2 separate regions of the Mus musculus genome follow, and region 1 is linked to region 2. Evidence: chromatin contacts called from public HiChIP or PLAC-seq data. All regions are on one chromosome and are shown on one strand. Each heading gives the region's core, a stretch centred on a gene start, on an enhancer-like site or on the middle of the called end of the contact. The rest is flanking DNA. Distances are from core to core; before and after follow the strand shown. Region 1 overlaps Agap1 (ArfGAP with GTPase domain, ankyrin repeat and PH domain 1). Region 2 overlaps Sh3bp4 (SH3-domain binding protein 4).

What was found. HiChIP or PLAC-seq counts read pairs in DNA pulled down with a chosen protein or histone mark.
Region 1: a FOXA1 HiChIP or PLAC-seq map of pancreatic cancer cells shows a contact between it and region 2. The contact joins two enhancer-like sites. A contact is called at or near these places in 1 of 15 datasets of contacts at CTCF or cohesin (the NIH/3T3 cell line) and 2 of 115 datasets of contacts at active chromatin or transcription factors (extraembryonic endoderm stem cells and pancreatic cancer cells).

What each region holds. Positions count from the first base shown.
Region 1 is chr1:89,521,823-89,525,327 of GRCm38.p6, forward strand. All of the region lies in intron 1 of Agap1 (ArfGAP with GTPase domain, ankyrin repeat and PH domain 1), which reads left to right. Among named protein-coding and RNA genes, the nearest start is that of Gm41914, 57 kb to the right of the region's middle. Within about 2 kb of position 1,584, at least 28 of the 459 cell types and tissues checked have an H3K27ac peak or open chromatin away from gene starts, as enhancers often do. A contact at or near this core is called in pancreatic cancer cells, where this site is marked.
Region 2 is chr1:89,107,423-89,110,822 of GRCm38.p6, forward strand. All of the region lies in intron 2 of Sh3bp4 (SH3-domain binding protein 4), which reads left to right. Among named protein-coding and RNA genes, the nearest start is that of Gm34331, 5.6 kb to the left of the region's middle. Within about 2 kb of position 1,374, at least 148 of the 459 cell types and tissues checked have an H3K27ac peak or open chromatin away from gene starts, as enhancers often do. A contact at or near this core is called in pancreatic cancer cells, where this site is marked.

The sequences.
Region 1 (3,505 bases), core at 334-2,833, 410 kb after region 2:
TGATCCTTGTGCTGGCGAAACTGGAAAGGCTCACTAAATCCTTGCTTGCTTGGAAAAGCCAGTGGCTTGAAATGAATAATTTTGAGCCATTAGTAGAGAAAACACATTACCTGTATATAAACCTGACAGTAACAGAATCACTTCTGTCTCCCTTGTTAACCGAGCTTGCTAACCTGCTGCCTGCTTTGTATATTCGCAAAGCCTCCTGGGTGGAAAAGGAGAATCCAGTGGAAGGGTGAAAGATCCTTGCTTGAGCTCCAGACAGCTGGTGAGTGAAAGGCAGCCAGAGACACAGCTGTCCTTGAGTTGCGCTTCTGCCAAGTCAAAATAACAGGTATGGGGTTGAGATTCCGAGCTCAGCCTGTGCAGTGCCTGCTGTGTGCTAGGCCTTCTTGAAAGGGCGAAACACACCCTTTTGTTTTCAGTCCTTGCCGTGGAGCGCTGTCCTCTGAGCACAGTGTGGGTGTCACGGGAACAGCCGTGGCTACGTGCGAGAGACTCTCAAGCCATGACTCCTTGACAGGCGGCGTTCCCTCAGAGTAGGAGAGGTGTAGGGAGGCTCATTGGACCCTCGGCTGAGCTCAGTCACACTCTTTTGCACTTACTGGCCAGTTATATGTTAATTCTGGCTAAATTGCACGTGGTCTGGGTGAAGTACTGTAGACGGTGGAATGTTAACTGCGAGTAGGACTCCTATACAGCTATGGGGAAGCTGTCATCCATGCTGGGGCCGAGGCTTCCTAGTGGCAGCTGCTCCTGGAGATAACCCCTCTCCCGTGCTTCCCTTAGTTCCCGTTGGGCTACAGTGGAATCTTACTGTGTGGTTTTGTTGTTGGTACCCTGTAAGGGAGAGGGGGTTGAAGACGATGCTCTGTGTCTCCTCGGAGAGAGTTCCCACAATGGCCCTGTAACAATCTATTTTACCGAAGAGCAGCTTTGTAGCTGGGGTTTGTTACTGCAGCCAGCAGCTTGAGGGTCTCTGTGAAGCATGCTGGGGTGTGGTGGGTGGGGTAGAATGAGGTCTGGCTGCTGTGACTCCTTTCCTGTGGGTCTCAGGAATGGAAGTAGAGCCATTTGATGGAGGAGGAACAGTAATTTTCTATGCACAGTTTAGTTCTGCTGATGTTTAATGAGAACTTCAGGGAAGGTGCCCTGGAAAAAGAGAACACTGGGGCTCCACCCCTCATACCTGTCTCTGTGTGGTCTTTAGTCCCTCTCAGGCTTCCTTTCATTCTCCATGATGAGGCACTGGTGTCTCTGACCAATGGCCTCTCCGCATAGCAAGATCTAGGTACAAAATGGTCATTGGATTTTTGTAGACCCTCCAAAGGCCACACCACCAGGAAGCTATGTTCACTGATGTGGGGCTCTGGAATTCTCTTGTTTGGCCAGTCTCTGCATTTCCTTTAGCCCACAGGTTGTCACCAGTGTTTGCTTTAACTTCCTCTTACGGCTATCTCAATTCGAGATTGCCAGCCTGAGCTACAGATCCATCTTGCCACAGATGCCAGCCCACCGCCACAGGCTGACTGCAGAGACTGCAGTGCCCTGCTGCACAGTGCTGGGGAAACTTGTTGCTGAGGGGATGTTTAAAGACTCTTCCAGTGGAGACAGCTCGTAGGCGGCGTGTTTTCCTGGCTCACTCCAGAGTATAGCTGGCCCCTCGGCAGTTGGTATTTCCCAGTGGTCCATCGTCCGCTCCTCTTCTACTGAAGTTCTTTACCTTGGCTTTCCAAGCCTCCTTTCCCTGGGAGGAGTGGCCATGGTCTCTGTGGGAGCAGAAGCCTGGCCTTGGCCCTGACGGTGCTTGGGGCTGTGATGGCTGGGGAGGCAGCGCCTTCCCTCACCAGGCTGAAGACAATTGGGAATAGACACAGGGTGGGCAGAGGCTTCCGAGCCCTAGAGAGGCAGTTTTGTCTTCTGACTGCTGTCAGTTGTGGTCAGAGGAAAGGGGCTTTGAACAGTGGAGTGGGAGTCAGCCGCTTTTTTATCTTTGAGGGTCACTGAGCATCTAGAGTCAGCCATCTCTAGCTGTTAGCCCCTTGTTTACCTGCCCAGCTCTGAGGTGGCTGGCAAGCTATGGGCTACAGCTTCAGTCCTGCATGCTAGCTGAGTGCCTCACCCTGCAGTGGATGGCAGAACTTTTGCAGGCTTGCATGCTGGAATGCACACAGCCAGCTTTTCCTGACCCCTCTGGGTTTGTGGTGAAGGGAGTCATTGAAATGGGTGGGATAATCCACTCTTCTCAGAGGTGGGCTGCTGATGACCTCCACAGGCCTGAGAGTCTAACTTAATAAACAATGGCTTAAAGTCTTACGATGAGTTGTAGTGGTATTAGTGAGGTGTGTTATTGTTTGTTTGTTTGTTTTTGTTTTTCGATCACATTTTACTGCTTTATTTACATATTAAATATTTCTCATGAACTTTGCTTTATAAAACTGACAAAGATTTTTGCCTCATTAAGCAAGCTGTGTTTGCTGACTGTAGCATAAACACATCATCACCATGCAAACAGACATACATTTAAGTGCATATACTGTGAATTTTTGGCTTTTAGGCTTTCAGACTTGTTTATTCAGGTAGTATAAAAAAAGAGATGAGGCACATTCTTAGGGGAATTTTAAGAGTACACATAGGTTAAATTTTTTGTTCTGCGGTAATTGTAGACTCATGCTCAGCAAACAAGGCGATTGAAGCAGCAGGAAGGGAAGGAAGTGAGTAATCTAAGTGGATAGTGGGATCTTAGACTTAGCTTCTTGCTCGCCTATACTGCCCCCTGCTGGCCATGCCAGACTTTGCATTGCGGATGTATACTTAGCAGGAAGGGGATCAGTTGTTTCATACATACACACCATAGGTGATCTCTTTCTGTGATCTTCCTTTCTTTCCCAAGAATAGAAATGACTTTCAGGTCTTCTGTTCTGATATCTTAAATGATATCTTGGTCTCTTCTCTCTGCTCTTCCTACAGCTAACCTCTGGGATTATTTCCTGTCCAGGGTTCCATGAGATTTAACCTTTTTTTTTTTCTTTTTCTGTTTGAAAGAATTGAGAGAGTGATTAGTGCATTGTGAGCTGCTAGTTCTTTTTCATTTTATTTATTTATTTTTGAGGCAGAGTGTCGTCGTCCCCCAACCCCCACCAGGCTAGCCTTGAACTAACTCATGCCCCTGCTTCTGCCTCCTGAGTTCTGGGCTTAAAGGTGTGAACCACTAAGCCAACCTGCTAGTTCTTTATAAAAGATAGAAACATGATTATAAGCTCCTGAGTGGAGGGGTCATTTCCCCCATTGGGGAGCAGTGGGTGGAGTCAGGACCCAGGTCAGCTGACAGGAAGGAGGACCCAGATGAGATAGCTCAGATGTCTCCAGAAAGCAGGAAGACTTGGAGGGGGAACAAAAGGCTTGTAAGGGAGCCTGCGTGGTTACAGCACTAATTTCTGCATGGCCCCGGTTCCCCACTGACTGCAGAAGAGCAGGTATCTTGGGAGGATGTCCCCGCCCACTA
Region 2 (3,400 bases), core at 124-2,623:
GCATATCAGGGTTAGAGAGGAGGAAGGCTTCCAGCACACAGAGATTCACAGAAGCAAGGGGAAATAACTTTCAGAAGTTTCCGGTGATGTGTCCTTTCACAGGTATCACCAGCACCTCCCTTATTACCCACCCCCCCTTCATCTTCTCCAGTTCAGTGAGCCCTGCCGGCAAAGGTCAGTTGCCTGAGGCTGGCACCTGTGTGTTTCCGGGATGGCCACGTTCCTGTTTATTTTCTGAGAATTCCCATTCATGTCCTATGGACAAACCAGCCCAGCAGCTTGCTGTCTCTGGTGACAGCATGGGGCAGGGCCAGTGGCCTGTCCTGCCTTTGCACAAAGGAGCTGTTATTTTAACATGAGTTTCTCAAGTCCAGTGATGAGCAGTTGGTTCCATTGGCCCTGAGGTTCGAGATCACACACACGCACACACCCTTTCCAGGAGTGTCGGGAGGAAGGGCTGAAGAGGATTAGTGGGTACATGGTGTTGTGTTCTTGGATTTGTTTCTGATCTTTCCCATCTGACTGCTGGTAGGACTGTCACTGTCCCCAGTAAAGTCAGTGGAGGAGGAATTTACACATGACATGGCGGCACCTTGTGTCTTTCTGGCTACTACCTCTGAGTGCAGAGTGCCTGCTCTGGAGGCTGCAAAAGCAATTTGAGGACCAGCTGCTGGGTCATGTCATCTTCCATTCTGGAACATATATGCACTTTCATAAAGCCCACTGCTGGCTACAAGAGTTGTTCAGGCATTTTCTTTAAATCCACGGTGCCCTCTGTGAAGCCAAGAAAGCTCCTTGGTATTTGTTTCTACGTCTCTGCTGATCTTTTTTGTCTTGTCTGTGTTCGAGTCCACATGTGCACTAGGGTAGGGAGAGTGCCTGGGTGTCCTGGGATACCACAAAGTATGCAGGAGCTGTCAGCCCTGGCTGGGGTCAGTGTTCAGGCTCCTGAGGTCTGGGGGTTTAATGCCCAGGAAGTGGCCAGCAGCAGGCCTTTTCCTTATAAGTGCAGTTCCTTGCCCTGTGGATGGTGATGTGTTTGGGTTGTGGAAACAAGCTGAGAGCCATCCACATTCCACACATTCTTTTGGCCTGGCATTGGGGGCTTGGGGGGGGAAGGGCTCTGAATTTACTATGGGTGGCTGTGGCTTGATTCTCTCTGGGTGAACACAGTGGTTTCCAGAGGGTTGTGCAACAGGAAATGGGGCAGGGGGCTGCTTCTGCTCTCCCTCTTCAGCCTTACTGCTCTTGGTTATTCGGGTCGAGGCTGGTTGAGCAGGCCCTATTCTGATCTGTGTTGGAGGAGACTAAAGGGTGCGACTGCTCTTTGGCCCCAGCACTTTCCTGGGTGGTATTTGTGTGGTTTGCTTTTTCTGGCGCTCTGCCAGATGCACAGGGCCAGCGAGATGTTAGGGAAGAGGAAATAGGAGGTGCCCTGGGGTGACTCTGTCATCTCAGGCGAGCCAGTGGGCCTTGGTGTCTCCTACCTGAGAACCCAGTGTGCTGAGGTAGGCAAAGGGTGCTTACCCCGAGATGATATATCTTTGGGTGCAGTTCAGGGACTCCCCGTCAGTCATCACAGCACTCAGAAAGCCCAACACTTGGTGGCTGTGATACATAGTGGTCAGTTCCTGTGATTTTTGTCCCAGGAAAACAACTGTCCCATGTTCTCAGTGTTTATATTCATAGCCTGATTGGCTCAGAGGTCATTGTGATAGAGAGCTGCCCAGCGTTTCGATGCCCAAAGTGCTGCGCTGCCATTTCTGTTGTTTACTTAGAACACCTGCTATATAAGGTGCAAAAGCTTAGCCTGCTCCTGACCCCAGTTGGTTCCAGTTGAAAATCTTTTGCCCTATGACCATGCATATTGCTGCTCAAAGTGATGGGGGCAGTGTTCAAGTCATCTTTGAGGCCAGTGTGACCAGCCCGTGTACCTGTGATAGATAGATAGGGGTCTTGCTTGATAGGTTCGTTAAAAGGCGGGAAAAGTCTTAAGCACCACAGGTAACATTGTAGAAATTGTAGAAACACTGCAAACAGGAGCAGGGAGAGTCAGCAGTTGAAGGAAGGGTTTTATGAGGTTAGAAACACAGGCATGCAGCAGGCACACAGAGAAAAGGCCCTCTGTCTGTAAAGCCGCATGTCTTTATGCCTGCAAAGGGATATCAGTCTCTTTAGGGCTGTGTGTGTGTGTGTGTGTGTGTGTGTGTGTGTGTGTGTGTGTGTGTGTGTCTGTCTGTCTGTCTGTCTGTCTGAAGTTTTCTCTCCCCTAATTTAGGGTTAGTTAGTTTGAAGACAGGTATGATGAATGTTGGTGGGCCCACAACTGTTATGTGACCTGTCCTGACCTAGCCTTGAATTTGCTGAGGTGGACCTTCAGCAGGGAAGGGAGACCAAAGCCTCCAGGACTTTTATTTTAGGCTACCAGGCTTTTGTCTCAAGTCTGGAGTGGGGAGGTGAGGAACCCTCCTCTTGAAATTCGACACCTTTATTACCTAGCCATGCGCTCCCCCTCCCTCTAGTCTGTCTACCAGGGAGTCTGTCTAACTCGTGCTCTCTAACCTGAGACAGTTCAGAGCTCAGCCCAGCAGGTAAGAACAAGCAGGGAGCCTGAGGTCATGGAGAGCCTGAGCTCTCTGTCTGTCCGGTGTGTCCTGTCCTCTCCCACTACGTCATCCCCCTCTACGGTCCACACCAGCTCCACACCAGCGTGTGGCTCAGAGTCCCCTGCAGCTTTGATGATCACCTGCTCCTTTTGAATTTTCTTAGGCCCCAGGGCTCTCTGTGTTCCCTGCCCATTTTACAGATGAGAAAATAGGCCTCTGAGAGGGCCTCATTCCGGCTTAGCTCAGGGGGTTAGTGTGAAATAGAAAAGCCCAGGCCTAGAATTCCACCGGGTTTGTGTGCCCTCCAGGGTACCTTAACTCACTTCTTAGTCTGTACCTGGGAGGCCACAGGAGTCATTGGGCATGTGCCACATCCCTGATCCCATCACGGACCTGTTTGGAGAACCACAAGGAGCCACAGAGTAGAAATTAACAGGTGAAGTTAATATTGGGATGGTAAATGTCTTTAAATGTCAAATATACAATTAAGAAATTAAATGGTCTAAAAGGAGGGTTCTATCAATGTATGGTGGCTTGCCTATCGACTTTTTCTTTAGAAAACCAGTTTATGCATCGTGGAGAGTCACTAACAAATTTTGAGCTTGTGTTATGTACCTTGTATCTTGAATGCCCCTTAGAGCCCCATGTGTTGAAGGCTTGACTATCAGCCTGGGGTACCACTGAGGGGTGATAGGACCCTTAGGAGGTGTGGCATTATGGGACAAAGTCATGGGCTCACTCTTGAGCTGTGGGTTAGGATCAGGACATAGAGCAGGAGATAGTGGCTCCCAGAC